Linked DNA regions of Macaca mulatta: region 1 is linked to region 2. Evidence: chromatin contacts called from public Hi-C data. All regions are on one chromosome and are shown on one strand. Each heading gives the region's core, a stretch centred on a gene start, on an enhancer-like site or on the middle of the called end of the contact. The rest is flanking DNA. Distances are from core to core; before and after follow the strand shown. Region 1 holds the start of PYGO2 (pygopus family PHD finger 2). Region 2 holds the start of ZBTB7B (zinc finger and BTB domain containing 7B).

Region 1 (6,412 bases), core at 3,817-6,316, 36 kb before region 2:
CGCATTCTGCCATCACTTTCTTCCAAAAAGTAGTGGAGTGAGAGGGCGAGAGGGAGCAGATCCAGCAAAGACACTCCCCCAGGAGCCATTTTACAAAATGCGGAGCGGGGGAAGACAACACAAAAATAGCAACAGATAAATGGGGCAAACAGAACCACAAACACAAGAGGTGAGCAGCGGGGTGGCGGGCGGGGGGGGGTTGCCATCTACACCGTTTTAGTGTGGGGGACACTGGGAACGATGCCCAGAGGCTGCTCTCTCCTCCCGGCCTCAAAGGTTGTCAGCTCCACCAGAGCAAGGTCTTCTCTCATGCCAGGAACTGAGAGATGTGGGGGTAGGGGACCACTAGGTCTTTGCCACTATACCTCGAGCCGGGGAACCCCTGACTTCTCTGAGGAGGGCCTGCTTTCCCCACGCACAGAGGAATGTGTGCGTGAACCAAAAAGGAGAATGAGCAGTGCTAAGGTCCTCATCAGGCCCCAGGCCCGTCTCTGGCAGGCAGTGCTTAAAAAATAAAAAAGGACAAATAAAACCCAGTGCAGGCCTTTGGCTGAGAGGAATGAGAATTGCTAACCACCAGGCCCAAGATATGAAAGAATAGCAGAGAAGCAACAAACTCCAGGCTCTTCTGCCTTTGAGTACCATGGCAATGAGGATCCCGCCACATCCCCTACCCACAGGCTGTGACAGGACCTCACCTGGATCCTTTTATCAGGGAAGAAATGAGGTATAAGGGCTCTGCGCCTTTTCAAGCTTTCCTTCAATCAAGCCAGGAAGGCAGGGGAATAAGGGCACCGAAAGTTGAAGAACACACGGAGTATAATGTGCAACAGATGGGCTGGGGGAGGAGGGTACCACCAAAATCCAGACTTTCAGGACAGCCCAAACTTCAAATATTCTGGTCTGTCAGATAACATATCCCAATTTTTGGCAAAAATATGGTCATTAGGAGAAAAGCATAAGAGAGGCTGAGAAAGGACCAGTGACTTTGGTATGAGGAAGGTATGTCCTGACAGCATCTCTCACCTACTGTCTTGAAGCCCCAATCACCAAGAAACTGCCATAACCAGGGACTCTCCTGCTTCTTCAGGCTATTTGGTTCTCTGAGAGGGGAGGGGTTGGGTAAGCCTTGGAAGAAGCAAAGGAGTGGGTAGAAAAAGGGGAAAACCCCCATTTATTCCCTAAAGCTGTCTCCCAGAGCCCATAAAAGGGCTATTGCAGGGATGGCAAGACCCCAATTCCTCTGGCCAGAAACCTTTAACACTTGACTCCAAAAACTAAGGCTGGAGCTGTGGGGCTCGGTAGGGGTGTTAGGCACAGGTGTTAGGGGCATCCATCATCAGCAGAGGGAACACCCCTGCCCTCCGGATCTTCCTCCAGCCCCTCTTCTCTTGCAGCCACACTCCTGGGCCTCCAGAAATAGCCACAAAATGGCTCTGCTCAGCAGGGCTTTGGTTTCCTGGATCTCTGTAGATCTCAACATGTAAGCTTCCCAAAAAAGTGAGCAATCCAGGCTCTTCTGCCTGCCCACCTCAATTCCTTTTCTGCTCCCAGGAGCAACTGTTTCTGCCCCATGGGGATGGAAAACCAGTGGAAACAAGGACCAAGAGCCAGACATCAAAAAAATCACCCTGGAAGAGCAGGGAGAGACATGTGCACTTCCCTGGGCCACTTCGCCAGCATCACCCATCGTTAGCAGCCACCAGCTGCCCCATGCCCTCGCGGATGTAGACAGACTGGATCTCCTTGGTCTTGAGGCAGAGATCGCAGGCCCAGACGGCAGAAGCTTCAGTGGTCAGTAGCCCATAGGCGCTCTCAGTCATGCCTGTGCACTCACGGTGGAACCACTTCTGGCAGGAAGCCTCACACAGAATGGCATCCTGGTCATCATTCACCTCACTCCGACAGGCACCACATGGGTACACCAAGCCTGGGGGAGGCTGGGGCCCAGAGCCCCCACCTGCCTTGCCAGGGGGTGCCAAGCTGTTGGCATCTGGAGTGCCCCCACCCCGCCCACTACTGTTTGGGGGGAAACTGGGCTGGTTCCCATTAACAGCAGCAGCTGGGGAGCCTGAGTGGGGTTCCTGGGGAAAAGCAGTAGGGGCAGGTGGATTCAAGGGCTTCCCCCCATCCTCACCACCAGGGCCAGGAAAGCCAGGGTCCGGACCAGGAAAGGGACTTGTGTTAGGTGGCAGGCTGGGAAGCCCCTGACCAGGTCTCTGGAGAGAAGGGCCAAAAGGAGCCCCTGGCTGAGCAAATCGTTGGGACAGAGAAGGTGGGCCCAACTCTGCTCTGGGAGGCTGTCCCATGGTGGGTGAGATCATGGGACCAAATCCCCCAACTGGGCCCGGCATCATCTGCCCGCTGGGAGGACTAAAGTTTTGACCTAGAGGCTGGTTGAAGGGTTGGCTGGGAAAATTCATGTTGCCTGGGGGTGGGTAGCCAGGGCCCTGGGGGGGCATGTTGAAAGCAGGGCCCATAGGATTGGGAGGGAAGGGGGGTGGCTGTCGACGAAGTGGCTGGGGGCCCCCTCCAACTCCAGTGCCATAGCCTGGGGGTACCTGGCCCGCCATGCCCCCCTGCACGCGGAAGCCTCCAAAGGGCACAGGACTGCCAAGGAATGGAGGGGCTGCACCCCCCACCTTGGGGGCTCCGAAGTCATCTTCAAAAGGGTTGGATGCAACCAGGTGATCCACCATGGGAGTCGGGGGTGGTGCAAACTCCGTCAGATGTGAGTATGCAGGGCCCTAGTGAGAAACAGTTGAGGGAAAGAGGGTCATGGAGGGAAACACAGAACTAAACCAAGAGAGCACTACCAACACAATACACATTTTGGAGGCTGATACTGGGCAGCTCAGGCCTAAAATCAATATGGACCACAGGCCAGGTACAGTGGCTGACGCCTGTAATCCCAGCACTTTGGGAGGTCGAGGCGGGCAGATCACAAGGTCAGGAGATTAAGACCATCCTAGCTAATACGGTGAAACCCCGTCCCTACCAAAAATACAAAAAAATTAGCCAGGTGTGTTGGTGGGCGCCTGTAGTACCAGCTACTCGGGAGGCTGAGGCAGGGGAATGGTGTGAACCTGGGAGGCAGAGCTTGCAGTGAGCCGAGATCGCGCCACTGCACTCCAGCCTGGGCGACAGAGCAAGACTCCGTCTCAAAAAAAATAAAAAATAAAAAAATATATGAACCACAGGCCGGGCACAGTGGTTCACACCTGTAATGCTAACACTTTGGGAAGCCGAGGCAGGAGGATCCCTTGAGCCCAGGAGTTTGAGCCCAGCCTAGGCAACACAGCAAGACTCTGTTACTACAAAAAAAAAAAAAAAAAAAACCCAAGAGAAAGAGGGTGGAGAGTGGAACCAGCATAGTGCAGTAACTGTGTTTTAAAAACGGGCAGAACTAGAATGGAATCCCAGCTCTGACCGTGAAAAACAACCTCAAGACTGTGGAGCACATATTTAACATTTTTAACCCCCAGATTTCTCGTCGTAAAATAGGGATAATGCCTATCTCCCCCAAACTGTTAAAGCATGTTAGCACAATCCCTGGCACTAAAAAAAGGCTCAGTAAGTGGAAGGTGTTACGTTATCATCATGAGGAAACCAGGACAGGAAACATGGAGGAGACTGGAACCCTGCGTGGTAAGAACTTTGGTCGAATCATCTCTAAGGAGAGAATACTTTCCCCTAAATTTGTTATAAGGTTCAGGGAAAGAACAAGAAACAAAGCAAGAAAGCCAGTTTTCTCTCTCCTCCCTGCAGCTGATGCAAGATACAAACAGATACTGGAATGGCAGAGTAGACAGTGTGCCGCCAAGGGGCTGCCGGGAACCACCCCCACCACCAACCACCATTCACCTGAGTATTTGACTTCCTTCGCTTCTTTTCTGGGCTCTTCATTTGCAGACCTGGAAGAGCGGCAAAAGGAAGACGCAGACAAGTTTCCCTGAGGTTTCCCCAACCTCTTTTCTCTCAGCCATGCTCTGAGGAACTCCTTTAACGTCAATACATACTTGCTTATTTATTCAACAAATGCTAACAAGGGGTGCAATATGAAAAATAGATCGTGAAGATGATCATACTCTCAGCTATGTCTTCCTTTAAATGAGAGATATCCCATCTTTCGATATCCTCAAGCTCCAAGTGACTACTGAATTCCATGTGGCTCCAAACTCTAGCGTCCTCAATGTGTGACACCTGCCCCCAACTCCTGGAGGATTACACCCACCCATCCTTTTCACCTGAGCCTCCCTTCAAGCCCTTCAGCCTGTGAAACGCCCCCCTCCCACCATCCCTCCCCTCTGAGGTTCCCAAGTCCTAGGCTTCTTCAGCCCCCGCTCCTCGCAGCGCTCTCACCGGCCTTGCCCTGCTTCCTCCCGGTGCTGGGCGGCGCAGGGGGCGGTGCGGGGCCGCCACCTCCCTCCAGCTTGTCCGGTGGGGGCGGCGCCGAGGCGGCCATGGAGTGAGGGACCGGGGTTAGCGGCGGCGGCGGGGGATGGAGGCGCCCTCGGGCTGCACCATCGCCCAGAAGGGGAGTCAGGGGCAGCACAGGCCCCCAAGCTGCAGCAACCACAAAGTGGGACGACAGGGAAGCGCCCAGCCGCGGCGCGAACTGCGCGCTCTCTCCACACTCGCCGCCAGCCAGCGGCTGCAGCAACCGGAACCGGAACTCGGCGCGGCCACCACCACTAAGCGCGGCGGGGAGGGGGAGCAAGGACCGGACGAGACCCCACGCCAGAAAACAGGCGGCAGGCGAGGGGCGAGGCTTACCACTGCACCACGCGAGTGGAGAGGGTCGTTTCCGCTAGCGGCGGCCCACACCAGCTCACCGAGGGGCGGCGGCGCGCGGCCCTGCTGCCGGACCGTACCATCCCGGGCGGTGGAGCCACCGCGGAGGGGCGCGCGCGAGCCGAGGGCGCGCCTGGGAGGTCTAGGTAGTCCCGGGGGCCGGCGTTGCGGCGCCGGGGAGTCCGGGTTCTTGCCTGGACGCACCCGGAGCCAGCCCCCGCCCCCCGGACACAACATCTTCATGGGGACGGTGGCGCGACACGCCCCACTCTGCCGCGCCCAAACTCCGCAGACCCCCTAGCTTCCCTCGGCGGCCGCGACCTCCCGCCTCCCCGCTGTGCAGCTAAGGGCCCGCGGCGTACACAATAGGCTTCCCAGGATTAAGAGGCAGAGGTAGAAGAAATACGGACTTTAATGAAGAGTTTTCCCTTTGGTATAAGTGAGACCCGTGGAAACATCCAAACAACAGCAAAAGGAGTCCAGGATGAAAACGGTCAACTGTCCCTTATCCACAAGGCCAAAAGAGGGGCCCAGGCTGGGCCGGGCCTGTAGAAGGTACTCAGGAACTGCAGGTTTTGCGTTTCCCCTCCATGAAACTGACAGGCATTCGAGCTGACTTCTGCCTCTCAGTCTCGCGGTAAGAGACCCAAGTTTTTCTAGTCCTAGATGGAAATAAATTTCATCTGCCTCAGGTCTGGTATAAAAGGTGCGATCCCAGTTACCTCACAGGCCTGGGCGAGGAAAATGCCAACAGCTGTAAAAGGGCTTGGAAAAGTCAAAAAGGTGATGTATAAATGTAATAATTGATTACCATTTTGTGCTCGAGAATAAGCCATGGAAAACAAAATAGGAAAGTAAGTCTACAGCCCTAAAATATATGCATATAAAACTTTAAAAGAATGCAGTTCCAACTCTACAGATGGTATTTGGGGATTGTCTACTGCTTTAAGAGTCTCAATGCCCTTTTTCCCACCTCCACAAAATCCACCTGGGAGAGTGAACTGTACAAGAGGCCCAAATTCAGTCACCCCTACCCCACCCTGCCAGAAAGGGAGGCAGGGCAGAGGCTCCAGGAAGGGCTACACTTTGGCTGTAGAGTACAATAGGCATGCAACATGGGAGAGGGCAGGCCTTACGAAATGTATATACAGACCCCTTGGGGTGAGGGGCCCCGGCCAGGAGGCACTGAGCAAGGGAGGGATCCATCTCCCCCCTGGCCGGGAGGGGGGCTCTGGGGCAATCTCTAAGGGTTGCATATCCCCAGGGAGAGGGGACAGCTGCCACTCCTGCCTCTGTTATCCCAAACCAAACCGGAAAGAGTGCTGAGCAAGAAGACAGGTCCCAGAAGCCAAGAAGGTGTTGGCATCCCTGTCATTGAACTCAGGGGCCCAAGAACTCTGCATAAAATATCATCAGACCTAAGAGATGGTCAAAGGCACAAAGTTTAAACATGGTGGGGTGGGGGTGTTGAGAAGGGTCTGGGATACCCTGAAGCACAGAAGTGTGATTTGTTCCCCCTTGCCCAAAAGGGTGACTGTTCCACTGGGCCTGTCACCACAGGACATTTTCCATGACAACCACTCACTTTCTTGGGGAAGGGGCATCAGGTTGGCACAGG
Region 2 (5,829 bases), core at 1,162-3,661:
TACCCACCTCGGCCTCCCAGAGTGCTGGGATTACAGGCATGAGCCACCATGCCCAGCCAATTTCAATATTTTTAGTAGAGACAGGGTTTCACCATGTTGGCCAGGCTGGTCTCGAACTCCTGACTTCAAGTGATCCTCCCACCTTGGCCTCCCAGTGTGCTGGGATTACAAGCATGAGCCACCGTGCCCAGCCTCAGTGCATCTCTTTAGGCATCCACAAAATGCAGCTTAGTGCTCTTGGCTGGTCCGTTGAGAGGCTCTTACCTGGTCCCAGTGATGGGAGTAGTCAGAATTTACCTTCCCATGAATCTGGGGCTCCTTCTTCCCCCTCAGAGCCTGTACCCTATTTGGCCAGCTCCAGCCCTTCCTTCCCCGACTCAGGCCCTGGCCTACTGCCTTCTTTTCCTTTCTTAGGCCTCACTCCCCCCAAGCGGGGCAGTGCCTGGAGGTGGATCCTGGAGTCTGAGGTCTGAGCTCAAGGGCCTTTGCCAGGGGAGGGGAAGTCTGGCAGAGACCACTGGGGAAGTGGTGGGTAGAGGAAGGCGGAGTCCAGGGCTGTGGCCTGTGGTGAGATGGCTGATAGAGAGCAGCAGGGGGAGTGAGACTGCCAGTGGCCCAAGGAGAATGTGAGTGGGAAAGAGGGCTTTGACAGTGTAAAGACTGGAGAATAACAGAAACCTCAGATACCATTCAGAGAGCCCTTTTCACAATACAGAGTGCTTTGGGCGCCACGGAAGTCCACTTCAGCAATTATCCCATGTTAACATGAAGGAAATAGGCCCTAGAGGTGAAATGATTCACCCAAGGACATACACAGCACACTGCAGTAAAGGAGTCATTTAGCAAACCCAGATTTTCAGATCACCAACTCACTGCTTCTCCTAATGAGCCTGCCTTCCTCTTCTGAGCTGCTGTTGCATGGAGATGGTGGCCAAAGTGGCCTGGAGGCAGGGCCATGCAAGCAAAAGCATGGAGGGTACCACCACCCCACTCTGCACCCACTCCATGCCACTTCCCACCTCAGCCCTAAGCTCCCTGTTCTCAGCCCATTTGGAGGTTTCAGCCTCAGCCCTTTCACCTAATCCACACAGGCCAAGAGATCTTTCCTGGCCCATGGCTGCCCACTCTGTGGCTGTTCCCCCACAAGTATCTCTCCCCAACTAGGGCAACTCAGGTTTTGAGTGTCCAAACTACTCCCTCAGGAACTCAAGTGGAGTGAGGTGGGAGGGAGGTGAAGGAGACAGGGTACAAGATATTAGGTTGGTGCAAAAGTAATTGCGGTCTTTGCCATTAAAACCTCGCATACCCCTTGGTGCCCTGGTGCCCTCTAATGGTCACAGGGGGTGGGGGAATGGGTGGAGTAGGAATGGAGACAAGAGGGACCAGATGGATGTGACCCCCAAGTACAAGAGCAAGAGGAGAAGCCTGATATCCAGGATTCCCAGCGGATTACATCGGATACAGGACCCTCGTTGGCATGCGAGAAACAGGTGGAGAAGAGGGATCACGGCCCAAGGGTCTGAGAAGCGGCAGGCAATAAACTGGATATCACAGCAATAATCTGGCGGTGGGGAGGCGTGGGTGGGTGGGGGTGTCCCACGTTTTCCCAACACCACCAACAGGCCGGCAGAAAGGGGGATGTGGCAATCATTTCACTGACAGAGCCAGAGCGCAGGCCTACCCCCAAGGGCATAGGCTTTTTTTGTTTTGTTTTGTTTTCTGAGACGGAGTTTCGCTCTTGTTGCCCAGACTGGAGTGCAATGGTGCGATCTTGGCTCATGGCGACCTCCGCCCCCCCAGGTTCAAGCAATTCTCCTGCTTCAGCCTCCCGAGTAGCTCGGATTACAGGCGTGTGCCACCACGACTGGCTAATTTTTGTATTTTTACTGGAGACGGGGTTTCACCATGTTGGTCAAGCTGGTCTCCAACTCCTGACCTCAGGTGTTCCACCCGTCTCTGCCTCCCGAAGTGCTGAGATTACAGGCGAGAGCCACCGCGCCCGGCATGGGCATAGGCTCGCTCTTACATCCTATTTACATCTCTCTTGCATGTGAGTTATTTTCCCCCACCCACTTTCTCAGTTACTCTCAGACTCTAGGGTGTTCGCCAGCCTTGGAGCGTACCCGTTCCTCTAGCCATTCTCCAGCCTCAGTTCCTTTCCATCATTCGCCCTCAGCCTTTCGCCTACCCCAGCTTCAAAGAAGCGACCATACCTCCTAGCTGGCTGGGTTCGAGGAGCCGGGGACCTGCGCCTCCTGGTGGCTGATCGGAGAGAGGCTGAGTGCAGAGGGGTTCTCTCGCCTTCTCTGGGACGTGGAGTTTTGGAAAATGTTCCCCTGAGCTTCCTGAAGCTAAATTTACCTCCCCCGGCTTTGGGGGGCGCAGAGATCCCGGCGGCGATTAGCGCTGCGCGGCAGCCGGCTCCAACCCAGAGGCCCGGAATAGGCGCGGAGTTATAAATAGTGCCACCCGCAGGTGTTGGGGGGAGTCGGCAGGAGGGGGGTACCCCTGGCGGCCACGGCCCCTTCAGGTGGGTTGGGCGGTCGCGGTGGGAGCGCTGGGGGGCGGGGGGCGTGGGGGTCTGCGGTCTGAGCGCCCCCAGCGGTTTCCTGGGCGGCGGGTTTTTCGAGGGAAGCGGAGGCAGTCGAGGATGGGGGGGAGCAGCGGGGAAGAGGTGGGCGCCGGGCGCAGGCTGACACTCCGCTTGCAGCTCAGTTCCCCACATTCCGAAACAGACCCCCAGACCCACTCACGCAGGACCCCGCCCAGGCAAAGCCTCGCCTATCTCGCCACCTGAAGGCCTCTTTCCCTCAGGTTCCGCAAGCATCTAACTTCTATGCTTCTACCCTTTGGCGCACGTGGCCCAGTCAGTCCGGGCACCTGGCCCTCACTCCGAGTCGCTGTCCCCAGCCCCAGGTATTCAGTCCTCCCACTCCGGGCTTTCATCCCTCTCTTAGGGTAAACACTTCCTTCTCTGAGTATTTCTCCAACTCGTGCTACTCTCCCCAAATATTAAGGTCTAGCTGGTCACCTAAAAATTTAAGTCTTAACGTGAGGATCTGGGACGCTCCCCTATCCCCAGGCGGCCCCTGCAGGCCCCTCACTTGCCCTCCAGCTCCCAGTTCCAGTCTGGGCCTGGTGGCGGGGCGGGGGCGGCCGGCCCCTGGGGCCTAGCAGGGGCTTCAAGGGAGGGGGCGGGGTCTCCAGTCAGCGTTTCTCTACCGCCGCTGTTTCGGTCGTTTGGCGTGGTTAGGGGTTGGGGTAAGAGGGAATTTCAAGTAGGGGTTCCCCACTCCGATTTCTGAGTAAGGAGGGGAGCTATTTGCACCAGGAGAAAAAAAGAGACATGGGAGGGTGGGCGTCACTGAGGAACTAACTGAGGATTCCAGGACTATTGGGAATGAGGTGGGGAGTGGCAATCTAGCCGCAGAAAGATCAGTCATGTTCAGCCAGACGTAGAACGCGACCCTCAGGGGGGAAGTTGAGCGAGGCAAGCCTGAGGCACTGGGCACCTTCCGAGTTTCTGTACCCAAAGGCTGGTGCCAGGGAGCCCGCCCTGATATTGCCTCTGGAAGCCCTGGCCCTGCCCTTCCCGGGCCACGTTCCCACCCCCTGTCCCCCGCCCCCTTTCTTTGGCTATCCCCTTTCCTCCCCAAAGCAGCCCCCTCTCCATTTCACTTGTGGCACTGCCGCCTAGCTCCTAGCACAGCCCTTCGCCAGGCCTGCACTACCCGGACGGCTGGAGTAGGACCGGGAAAACCCCGGCCTGGACCCCACCGGCTCCCGGCCCCTCCGGACCAGAATCTGTCCGGCGGGGCTGAGAAGAAAACCCGGAGCAGTGACCGGCCTCGGGACCCAAGGGGGTCAGGGACGCTAGGAAAACCTGGAGCGGATTACTCGAGCCAGAGCGCCCCATGCCTGCAGCTACCTCCTCCTTCCTATAGCCCCCCTAATTCTCCAGTGAGATAATGTCTGGGGTGGGGGGCTGTTTGGTTTGGCCTGAGCCCTCAGGGGCGCCTCACACTTTCCGCCCCTGGCTGGGGCGCAGGGCAGCGGCCCCGAGGCTGAGTCACGGCCCGGCGCGGAGAGGGAGAGAGGGAGAAAGAGGGAGGGAGGGACCTGGACTCCGCCCCTCATGCGCGGGGATCCCGGGTCAGCCCGGGTGAGGGCCAGGGCCCCCCTGGCGCCGCCCATTGTGGTCCAACAGGTTGAGCTGGTGTCCCGAGGAGCCACCTGCTGGAAAGGGAGGGAGGCCCCCTGCGGAGGGGGGTTGGGAGGGGAAAGCGAGTCCGACCCGGTTCGGCCTGGCTTGTCGCGGGGGAGCCAAACCTGGCCCTAGGTAGCCTGCTGTGATTCCGTTTGACACTAGTGGGAGGGGCCCTTTGGGGTACGCAGCTCCGCAGGCTCAGTCGGAAACATCCTTCACCCGCTACCTTTCTCAGTTGGGGGGCTCCCAAGTATTTATACCGGTCCTCCCCAAAACCTACACATACCACACATCCCAAAACATCCAGGCACCCCTCGCCACCTGGGTTTCTGAGCGAATCCATGTCAAGATGTCCCTCCTCGGTGGAGACTCAGTTTCTCCACTTAGGGAACCCGCGGGATGGAGTTGGGGAGCAAAAGCGTGAGCGCGCCCCCTCCCCCTTCGCAGACTGGGCCCCTCCCCTCCGACAATGCCAAGGCCGCAGCGGGCACTGGCGACAGCACAGAGGCTGCTTGCCCGGGGCGCCCTTCCCTCCCCGCGGGGCACCGTCACGCGTGGGGAGGGACGCAGGGCGCCCGCAGGCTCAACTCCCCGGCTCCCTCCGAGAGGGGGTGGGGCGTAGGGGCCGGAGCTGAAGGCCTGGTGGCTCCCCCTCCCCCTCCCTTGTAGGTCCCTGACCTGATTATAGCCCCTCACGGGACCCCCTCCCTCAAGACCCTAAGTCCCCAATTCACTCCCACCCAGCCTATCCCTAACCTCTCATACCCTTCCCTCCTGAGGTCCTGACCCTGCAGAAGCCCCTCTTGGAGGAGAGGGAGCCCCTGTAGGGGGTGCTTGGTTCCCTGGCCGCTGCGGACACTGCCCCCTCCCCCCTCCTCTCCAGGTTCCAGGCCAGCCCCTCGGCTCCGCCCTCTCCCTGGACGAAAGCAAGGCGAGACCCACTGGAGATGAGCGGGTATTCAGGCCAATGGGCGGACAGGGCGGTGGCGTGCAGGGGGCGGGCAGAGCAGCGGCAAAGGGCTGGATGGGGGCCTGGGGCGGAGTTTGAGTTAAGGTGGACTGGGAGAGATAGGGGCAGGAGAAACGGGGGGAGAGAGGGACCGCGGCAGGTGAAGGGAGACAGAGAGAAGGAAAGAAGGAGGGAAAGGAGGAGGGTGGAAAAGGCTAGGAGAGCTAAGTAAGAGTTTGGAGGAAGGGGGCAAAAAAGGAGGGAGGGACCCATCTGCGCTCTGCAGGGACTGGCTGGACGAAGGGGTTGAAGTTTATGTCCTTATTGGGCGGAGGGAGGGGGACCTGGGGGGGCGGGTGAAAAACCAGGAAGTGACAGAGGGTGTTGCTAAGTGTTGGGGGGGGAGTTTGGGGGGTGGCAGGGGCGGGGGGAGGGAGGGGAGGGATGGGGGGAAAGCAAGCAGGAGGACAGGTGAGACAGCAGGACAGGTGAGGCGGGCCCTGAGGGGGGGGCGGGTGGGAGCCAGGTGAATGTACGGCTCTTGGCGGCCAAGGGGGGGCGGGCGGCAGGAGGAGGCAGAGGGCGGCGGAGGAGGAGCCCCCCAGCAGCGAGCGGCGAGCAACTGACCGCGGCCTTCTGACCAGGACCGGAGCAGGGCCCCAAGCCCCCGGGC

What was found. A called contact is a pair of places that touch in the nucleus more often than the background predicts.
Region 1: a Hi-C map of liver shows a contact between it and region 2, with 4 times the contacts expected there. The contact joins the promoter of PYGO2 here to the promoter of ZBTB7B in region 2. A contact is called at or near these places in 3 of 14 Hi-C or Micro-C datasets (blood, cortical neurons and liver).

What each region holds. Positions count from the first base shown.
Region 1 is chr1:112,040,755-112,047,166 of T2T-MMU8v2.0, reverse strand. PYGO2 (pygopus family PHD finger 2) reads right to left here and starts at 5,066. Exons shown (of 3, transcript XM_015110893.3): 1 at 4,777-5,066; 2 at 3,865-3,914; 3 at 1-2,747. The coding sequence starts at 3,906. The coding sequence ends at 1,683. It overlaps SHC1 (SHC adaptor protein 1), which reads right to left. Exons shown (of 12, transcript NM_001261487.1): 12 at 5,183-6,412.
Region 2 is chr1:112,002,201-112,008,029 of T2T-MMU8v2.0, reverse strand. ZBTB7B (zinc finger and BTB domain containing 7B) reads left to right here and starts at 2,411. Exons shown (of 5, transcript XM_077943524.1): 1 at 2,411-2,530; 2 at 5,091-5,162; 3 at 5,801-5,829.